Regions from separate parts of the Mus musculus genome. Here region 1 is linked to region 2. Evidence: chromatin contacts called from public Hi-C data. All regions are on one chromosome and are shown on one strand. Each heading gives the region's core, a stretch centred on a gene start, on an enhancer-like site or on the middle of the called end of the contact. The rest is flanking DNA. Distances are from core to core; before and after follow the strand shown.

Region 1 (4,402 bases), core at 134-2,633, 82 kb after region 2:
ATTCTTGGTATCGATTATTAATACCACTAATGCTGGTCAGGGAGATGCTAATTGTCAAGCATGATCAATCATGCACTTCTTTGGGTGTGGTAGCCTCTGTCCTTTTTTAGTTACGTCTTCTCTGTAGTCATTGATTACTTCTTGCCTGAGTCTCCTCAGCCTGCAAGAGAGGAGCCCTGTGTGCTGTGTGCCACCCACGCTGGGCCACATGTGCAGAAAATATTTTCAGCATTTTGTTGACAACGATTAAGGGTGGAAAAATAAAGCCCCGTTGATGTCAAATGATCCCCAGATGCAGATGTGGTGGTGGGAGGCTTTCCACATTCATGACACAGGTTCAGTAGAAACACATCTGGCACCCCAAGCACAGATCCCGACAGCCCTGTAACTGGATATGGCCGTTCAGTGATCAAGACCCCTTAGCTCCCACGTCATTCAGGGTTGTCAAAGGTGACATTCACTTTCAAGTTCCAAGTGCTGAGCAAGATATAGTCTTGTTTAGGACATTGCCAGTAGCCTGGCCAATTGAGAGCTTGTATTTTAAAGTAGAAATAATGAAAGTGCGTCTCTTCACTTTGATAATGGAACATAGATGCCCTGCCCCTCTTGAGTGTCCCAACTCCTGGGATCCCTCTGAGAGTCCTCCAACTAGCCTCAGATTCCCCTCTGGACAGGGGATTATCAGAAACTCTGCCTAGCCCCATGTGAAGCTGGGGGCTTTGATGCTGCAGTTGTCACCTTGTCAGGTAAACCATGCGGCACACTCTTGGGCGGCATAAACTGTGTTTAGTGACTGACTGACTGACTGACTGTTTTGTGATGCCAGGGATTTGAACCTGGAGCCACACACATGTTGACCCAGTGCGTTACCACTGAGCCACAACCCCAGTCCTTCAAGTCACTTTTCATAAGGCTCATTCAAATCTTCCAGGCTCCCCTGTCACTTGCCCCTCTTCTCGTTGGTCCTCTCAGCTCACCCTCCAGCCCTGTGAAAGAGACTTAAGCGCATCAACCAATCTGGGGCTCCTTAAAACATTGGGGCAGCCCTGGGCACCTTATTTTCTGAGGTCCTGTATTTCTGGTGCAGGTATAGGAGGCCTCTCTGAGTAAGGCTATTGGTGAACTGGGCTCTAAAAACAAAGGGAAAGCATCCTGACTAAGTGGAGGATTCCTGTGGCTGTCACCTCTCTATGCCCTGTCTGTGTTCTCTGGGTTCTGACTGTCAGGATAGGTATACTCAGACATCAAGGTGGTGTAGCAGAGCTCAGCCACCCCCTGCTGAGGACACGGAGTCCCATTTAGGGCTGGCGGTAACACAATGTCCCTCCATCCCGTTCAATATTCAGCTGGGTGTCCCTTCTGTTGGCCCCGCCCACACCAGTTGCTACTGGGAAGGTGAGGCAGCAGAGATGCAGCTAGGTGGCATCACCAGAGACAGCCTGGGAGGGAAGGCTGACTGCAGACACCATTGCCATGGATGGCCTGATGTGGGCTACCCGTATCCTCTGCTTGCTGAGCCTGTGCGGAGTTGTAAGTAGCCAACTCAGACCTTTGTTCTCTTGGGTGGTGGCAGTCTGTGGTGGGGGAACTCCTGAGTCTGGTGGCTCCCTCCTTCCTTCCCTGACTAATGTTAGGACCATGTGGGGCTTGAAGATGTCGTGAATGCCAGCTCTTCCAGCTGTGATATTTGAGAACTCTTCCTTTCATAGAGCCAGGCTTGGAGGAGCTTCAGAAACCAGCTACTGCTCCCTGGCCTGTGTATAGGGGCATGGGGAAGCCAAGAAAGGAGGCTTCCTTGAATGTGCTCCAACTTTCCAGCAGAATTTCTGGGTTGCTGTCAGTAGCATCCAGGGCCAAGAGGGGAGGAGTCACAAGTCACTAGGTGGGAGCATACGGGAACGGAGGCTACCTTCTTCTACTGCCTTGCCAGGGGTGACCACCCGTCCCAGTACCTCACTGTCCTTCAATCAAGAGGCTGGCATCTTCAGACCGTGAAGTGAACTCTGTGACACGAGCTTTCGTTTGCCTCTGTGTAAAAAAAGAGAGACTTGGGCTAGATGTGGTGGCTCAGCCTTTGTGGACACTAGACGATTATCATGAGTTTGATGTCAGTCTGAGCTATGCAGAGGATTATAGGTCAGCGGACCTAGGGCTACCATGCCGCGGGGAGGGGATGATAAGTGATCTCACCTGTCCAGGGCTGGCATGAGAGTGTCATGCAGCTGGCATGTGAGTGTCACACAGGTAAGTTCTATAAGTTCCCTATATGGTACAAAAGACTCATGTCCTCCTCTGTGTACACAGAATCTCAAAAGCTCCATTTCAGGGAGGGAACCCTACACCAGAGGAGTCATTCAATAGCTGGGGTAGATAGGGAAAATCCCGAGTGTGTGTGTGTGTGTGTGTGTGTGTGTGTGAGAGAGAGAGAGAGAGACAGAGAGAGACAGAGACAGAGAGAGAGACAGAGACAGAGAGAGAGACAGAGACAGAGACAGAGAGAGAGACAGAGAGAGACAGAGGGAGACAGAGAGAGACAGAGAGAGACAGAGAGAGACAGAGACAGAGAGAGACAGAGACAGAGAGACAGAAAGATACAGAGAGAGAAAGCGAGATGTATATGAATCTTGCAAGGAAGGGCATTTGGTTAAATCTTGAGAGCTGTTAGGAATTTGAGCTCTTTAAAGAAAAGGTCAAACTCCAAGCCTTAGGCAAACATCAGATCTCTGCCTAGCCTGGAGCACGTGGGCTCCACACAGCCCCTGAATCACCCATCGGAAGCACAGAGATGTGCAGGAAATCTTCAAGACCATTTCTTGTGGTCCCCAGGCTGTGGAATAGGTATCCAATCTGCAATCTTTATCAACATCAAGCATGCATGAAGGCAGCTTCCTTTATCCCACCTAATGATCAACTCAGTTGCCCCGATGCAGGGCCCTCATCATCCACCATACTTCCACGCACCCTCATACGTCCACCTTCCCCCGATCTCATTGTCTATATGTCTGTCTGAACAGTCATCCACTCCACCAACCGTACAGTCAGTCCTGTCCCCCTCCACACCGAGCCCCTTCTTCCTGTTCATTGTTCCTTTACAGCAGTCAGATGCTCCCGTCTTCTTACTCTCCCATCCGCTCGTATTCTCTCCCACTCACTCGTCTATACATCTGCTCATGTGACTTGTCTGAGACACATCAGATGTTAAACCCAGGTGGTCTTTCTGGAGTCTCCTGCCCTGGCCCGAGACATTTCTTCATCTCCAGGAAGCACCATAGCTTCTTTCAACCCTTTCCATCCTGTCCTCTCTGATTTGGTCCCTGTGCCCTCTTGTGATGACTCTGGGCCCACTCAGATAATCGAGGTCATCTTCCTGCCTGGAGATCCTTGACCTTTGGCTCTGTCAGGAGACACATTTACTGGCTTTGTGGACTGCGACATGGACATCTTTGGGGTCCATTCTGTCTCCCAGGGCTGTTTATGCAGAAACACTTTCAGAGCCCAGAAGTGTATAGAGTAAGGGGTGGTGGGGAAGGAGAAAAGGCCTCGTCAAGGGCTGCACTGTCACAGTGATGGGAGCTCTTTATGGCTTTCTCTAATGTGTCTTAGAATTCCCTGCCAAGAGAAGGAAAACTGCACGTGCCCCTCCCTTATTCTCCACTCTCTCTGCCTCTCCTTCCTTTCCTTCCCTCCATCTCTTCTTCCCCCTCTTTCTTCTCCTCTCCTTCCTTCCTCTTTTTTCATTCCTCCCCTCTCCTTTCTGAACATCTGCCCTCTATGCCCCACTCCTCCTTCCTTATGCCCCACTGCTTATCAAACATTCCTTGATATCTGTGGGGCAAATGGGCCTTTCTCAGAACTAGGGCACAGAAATGTACCAGGCTTGGTCTCCCTCCATCTTCAGGTCACTACAACTAGAGCGCACAAGGCCTCCAGTGGGCTTGGCTCATTCTGTCACAATTTCCCATAGACACTGGGTCACCTCCACCTAGAATGTGACTTCATCACTCAGCTGAGAGACGATGAGCTTGCATGTCTTCAGGCGGCAGAGGGGACCAACAACACCTCCCTGGGTATGAAGGGGTGGGGATGTCCCTGGTCCTGACATCTCCTTCAGCACTGCCATTCAGAATCTCCTCCCTCATAGGTTACCCCATGTCTCCTCCTTCTCCACCTAGGATGCCCTGGGACCTGGGATGGGCTGCTGTGCTGGCCCCCGACAGGCTCTGGCCAGTGGGTCTCTCTCCCCTGCCCTGAATTCTTCTCTCACTTCGGCTCAGACACAGGTGAGTGGCCTAGCTAAGGCAGGGACGCACAGCATGTGGTTCCTTCTGGTTTGCACATTACTGGTTCGGTGATGGACTATCCTGGATTTCAATCTTCTAGTGTTACCCTGAAAAATTTAGTC
Region 2 (4,299 bases), core at 843-3,342:
TCTTTCCCTGTTCTCTCATTCCATCAGTGTGGACTCAGGCTAGTAGGGGTTGGTCACTTGGATAGACGGAGGTTGAGCTGGCCACCAACCTGCCTTTTTCAGGTAAATAGGCTAGAGATGGGGCCATGTCTCTAGGCTACATGCGCCTATTATTGTCCCTTCTGTTTAGAAGTTTCTGTGCCAAATGCCAAGTTCACATGGGAGACTTTTAGGTGAAGGGACAAGCTGGCTGGAGCCAGCGTTGGTAGAACCTAACCTAGGTGGGGCTTCAGGGGTTTGGCCTGCCTGGAGCTGGCAGGCCAGGCTAATGTCTGGCTGTATGTCAGACCACGTAGTACACTGGCACTGCCTACCGTGTGGCCACACAACAATGAAGTCCAGTCTTTTCTGGGACTTCAGTTTCCCCATCAGTGAGAGATGAGAGTCTTGCCCTGCTAGCCTCCCAACGCTTTTGAGATAAGAAAGCATTTGGAAGGATCTGCAGCTACAGATCCTATCCTGTGTTGTCAGCTTGCTCCAGGGCAGAAGCACCAACTATTGTGAGATGTGTGTATGCCTCAGTCCTTGAATCTTGAATGGCATCCATTACTGGCTTGGACCCATCCTCTCCCAGAGCCTATCTTGAGCCTGTAGGGCTCTCTTGTTGTATTCTTTGCCTCTGGTCAGTGGTTTTAGGGACCTCCAGATGGTGAAGAGATTCAAGGGGCTTGGTTTTTGCTGGCCCTCCCAAGCAGTGCTCTCTGTTGCCTCTTGTCACTAGGTGACCCATAGTGCAGCTTCCTTGATCCTGACCCATTCCTCCCAAATGCTGAGATGTTGGGAGCAGTTACTGAGTCCCACCTACCAGGCCAGGTTAATGGAGGCTTTCCCACTGTGTGCTTCCTGGCATTGCAGTGTAGGAAAGCACAGTTTGCTGGAGGGACCTGAAGCATAGGACAGCTTCTGGCGAATAGCATGGCCATATGGATGGACCCTGGCCTCTTAGCTTTTGTAGCTCAAGATCCCAGTGGGAATTATGGAGCAAGCTAATCTTTGCCTTCAACATAGAAGCTCTGTCCTTGGCTTCTGTAAAGTGGACTTCTGCACAGAAGATTTTGTTAAAAGAGAGCTTTAAGTCTATAATGACATTGGAAGTCTCTTGTCCTAGTATCCTAGGCTGGTGCTAACAAGGCTGGGAACACACTGATGTAGTACACATACAGATGAACTGCATACAAAACCTTATTCTTATAACTGCAGGGTGGTGGGGCCAGGACCCACCTTCTGGCTTCATTTCAATATAAAGCACCCATTCAAAGGCCCTCACTTTCCCTAGATGCATATTGTGAGGGTCTCATAGGTTGTTGGGGCTTGAGTGTGTGTGTGTCTGTGTCTGTGTGTGTGTGTGTGTGTGTGTGTGTGTGTGTGTCTGTGTCTCTCTGTGTGTGTCTTTGTATGTGTATCTGTCTATGTGTGTGTCTGTGTGTCTGTGTGAGTGTATCTGTGTACATGTTACTATACTGAGTATTGAACTGAGAGCCTCACATTTATTGGACAAATGCTCTACCACTGAGCTAAACAATCCTTTTCAATTTTTAATTTTGAAACAGTCTTACTCTAACCCAGCTGACATTGGACTTCTTTCTTTTCCTTCTTTTTTCTTTTTAATTTTGTTTGTCAACTGCTTTGAGGTTATTTTTTAAGCTAGGATTTCTCTGGCCCTGGTTCTCGATCTGTAGATCAGGCTGGCCTTGAACTCAGAGATCTGCTTGCCTCTACCTTAATTGCTGGGATTAAAGGTGTGAACTGCAGCACCAGTTTGACCTTGGATTTTCAATCCTCCTGCCTCTGCTTCCTGAGTAACTGGGATTATAAACAGGTTTGCTTCTTCAGGCTGGGTTCAATGTAGGGATTTGGTGAGACATAATTTAGTCAAAGACCATTTTGCTCCAGAACGGGAGACTGAGGCCTAGGGAAGAAATGCTTGCAATTATCCCACAGCAGGCTGGCACTAGAACTCAGGGCTGAATCAGGCTTCTGTGTAAGCTGATCTCTTGTGTAGGCAATGCAGAGGAGGATGGCCTCTGACCAGCACTCCTCACACGTGGGCCTTGTCAGAACTCCCCAGGGGAGGACTGGGCATTGCCGGTTGCCAAAGTTGTAAATCTCTTAAGCCATAAGCTGCTCCTTGGCGTCTCCCGGGTGCCCTAATGTGAAATACACATGTCCCTCCCTTTTAACATCCAGGCAACTTCTGAATTTCCCATCGTGTTTGCACCTAAGGATGCAATTACCATTTCCTCCCATTGTCCGTTCTGCTAGTCCCTCTTCTCCCAGCTGACGCAGGCTTTCGAGCCCGCTGGGTGAACACGCGGCCGAGAGCTTATGAAGATCGGGCTGCTTCTGAAAGCCACAGGTGGCCGGCGGCCAGTGATGCTTATCAGTCCCCCCAGGACTGCTTTGAGGTTATTTTCTTCTCGTCAGAAGATGTTGTATATGCCACAGAGAACGTTTCCATCAATTCTTCTGCCTCAGCTAGCGCCAACCCAGCACTGTGCTTGCCGTGAGTCACCCCTTGCTGGCTCTCTCCCAGGCATGCTGGTCTGCTTCTAGTGGGCAAGACCTACAGACCTTCCCAGAGGACCCTGGGCTTTTGTGGTTCTTTACAGATCTCTGTGATTCTACCTGGAGCCTTATCTCCTGAGCACCACTTTCCCATTTGTCTATCAGGTATAAAACCGCAAACACACACACACACACACACACACACACACACACACACACACACACACATTTATTGGGGGGCGGGGGAAGTACGATGGAGTTTGAGTTTGTAATGTTATATGGGAAGGGAAGAGGAGTGTGCATTTTGGGGACCTTAGACTTGTAGCATCTATTGAGACCAGGTTCTTGCTTGTCTTTCACTAAATGGAAAAACAAATGACCAGTCGCTGAGCCCTTGCTGCCCTTGGCCCCAGCTCAGTGCTTCTTCTGGGTTGTGGATATAGTAAGCAGATCAGGCCCTGGGCATAGGGCCAGGTGGGCAGTGTGCATTCAGGTCTGTGTGTAGCCATGGAGGCCTAAGTTCCAGACTCTCTCACCTTACCATCTCTCAGTAGCCAAGTGTCTGAGCCTCTTTCCACATCTATTAAATAGATGTAGTCAATGTTTCTTGCTTGGGGGCCTTGTGATGTGTGTGGTCAGTGGCCATGGCTACTTTCCTGTGTGCTGGCCGACTGGCTCTGGGACACATAATTTTGGTGCATCAAGAGAGACTTACTTTAGGATGCCCAAAGGACCAGAATCCTATGGTAGGACTAAGGTGATGGCCGGAAGGGCTTCGAGGCTGCAGACTTGATGCTTCCTCCTGGCCAGCTCTCACCCATCAGCTTCCTCTCGGTGTACACCTGTTTCTCTGGTTTGGAGAATTTCTTTTGGTAAAGAGGCTCTTTACTCTGTGCTGTTTGAAGTTCTGTCCCAAGTACGGAGCCACAGAGGTAACAGGAAGAGGGTACCCAGGCCTTGGACACTAGCTGCCAAGGTTTCCCACTATCCCATCATCCATGAGTGAAGGACCTTTGGCAAGTCAGCTGTTTCTTTGAGACAGGGCTTTCTTTTGTCGGTAGGGAATCTTGGGAATGTGGTGTCCAAGACAAATCCTGTGCTCAGGTGGCAATGGCTGTTGTCACAGCCTCAAGCAGGCTTTCTATGGTAGGCTGACTTCTACTGCCAACAACTTCATACCATGGACACGGTCAGTTTTAAATGAGAAGTGTTTATTTTGGCTTATGGATCTGGGAGTTGAGGGTCTGGATCCCATGATGATCTTCTTGCTGGCAGGGCCCTGAGGAGGTACAGGGACCACACAAAAACAAAGGGAGAACATGCATGACTCCTCCATCTCCCTCCCTCCACCCCTCTCTCTTCTTTCCTTTTCCCCTCTCTCTCTTTCCTCTCCCCCCTCTCTCACCTGATCAGTCTATCAGAAGGCAACCATAGTGGCTTCATCCTGATGACTTTATCCAACTGTAGTCTAATCCTAAAGGCCTCAACTCTAAACACCATAGTTACTAAGAGTCGACAGTCTTGGGCTAGGGAGATGGCTTAGTTGGGAAAGTCCTCACTTCTTAAGTGTGAAGTCCTGAGTTCAGATCCCCAGGACTCATGTCATAGAGCCAGGTGTGGCTGTGAACAGTTGCAATCCCACCACTGAGGAGACAGGAGGATTCCATGGTGCAGACAGTGAGCCCACTTGTCAGACTGGTGAGCCCTAGGTTCAGTGAGAGACCCTGTCTAAAAAAGAAAATTAAACAAGGCAGT

The links. A called contact is a pair of places that touch in the nucleus more often than the background predicts.
Region 1: a Hi-C map of uterus shows a contact between it and region 2, with 1.8 times the contacts expected there. The contact joins the promoter of Ghrhr here to the enhancer-like site in region 2. A contact is called at or near these places in 4 of 39 promoter capture datasets (the 3T3-L1 cell line, cranial neural crest, embryonic stem cells and 1 more), 3 of 484 Hi-C or Micro-C datasets (embryonic stem cells, stem cell-derived motor neurons and uterus), 1 of 115 datasets of contacts at active chromatin or transcription factors (embryonic stem cells) and 2 of 9 other capture datasets (adipose tissue and liver).

The regions. Positions count from the first base shown.
Region 1 is chr6:55,374,912-55,379,313 of GRCm38.p6, forward strand. It overlaps Ghrhr (growth hormone releasing hormone receptor), which reads left to right and starts at 1,384. Exons shown (of 13, transcript NM_001003685.3): 1 at 1,384-1,530; 2 at 3,965-4,067; 3 at 4,173-4,280. The coding sequence starts at 1,474.
Region 2 is chr6:55,292,524-55,296,822 of GRCm38.p6, forward strand. All of the region lies in intron 13 of Mindy4 (MINDY lysine 48 deubiquitinase 4), which reads left to right. Among named protein-coding and RNA genes, the nearest start is that of Gm38819, 34 kb to the right of the region's middle. Within about 2 kb of position 2,093, at least 49 of the 459 cell types and tissues checked have an H3K27ac peak or open chromatin away from gene starts, as enhancers often do. A contact at or near this core is called in adipose tissue and uterus, where this site is marked.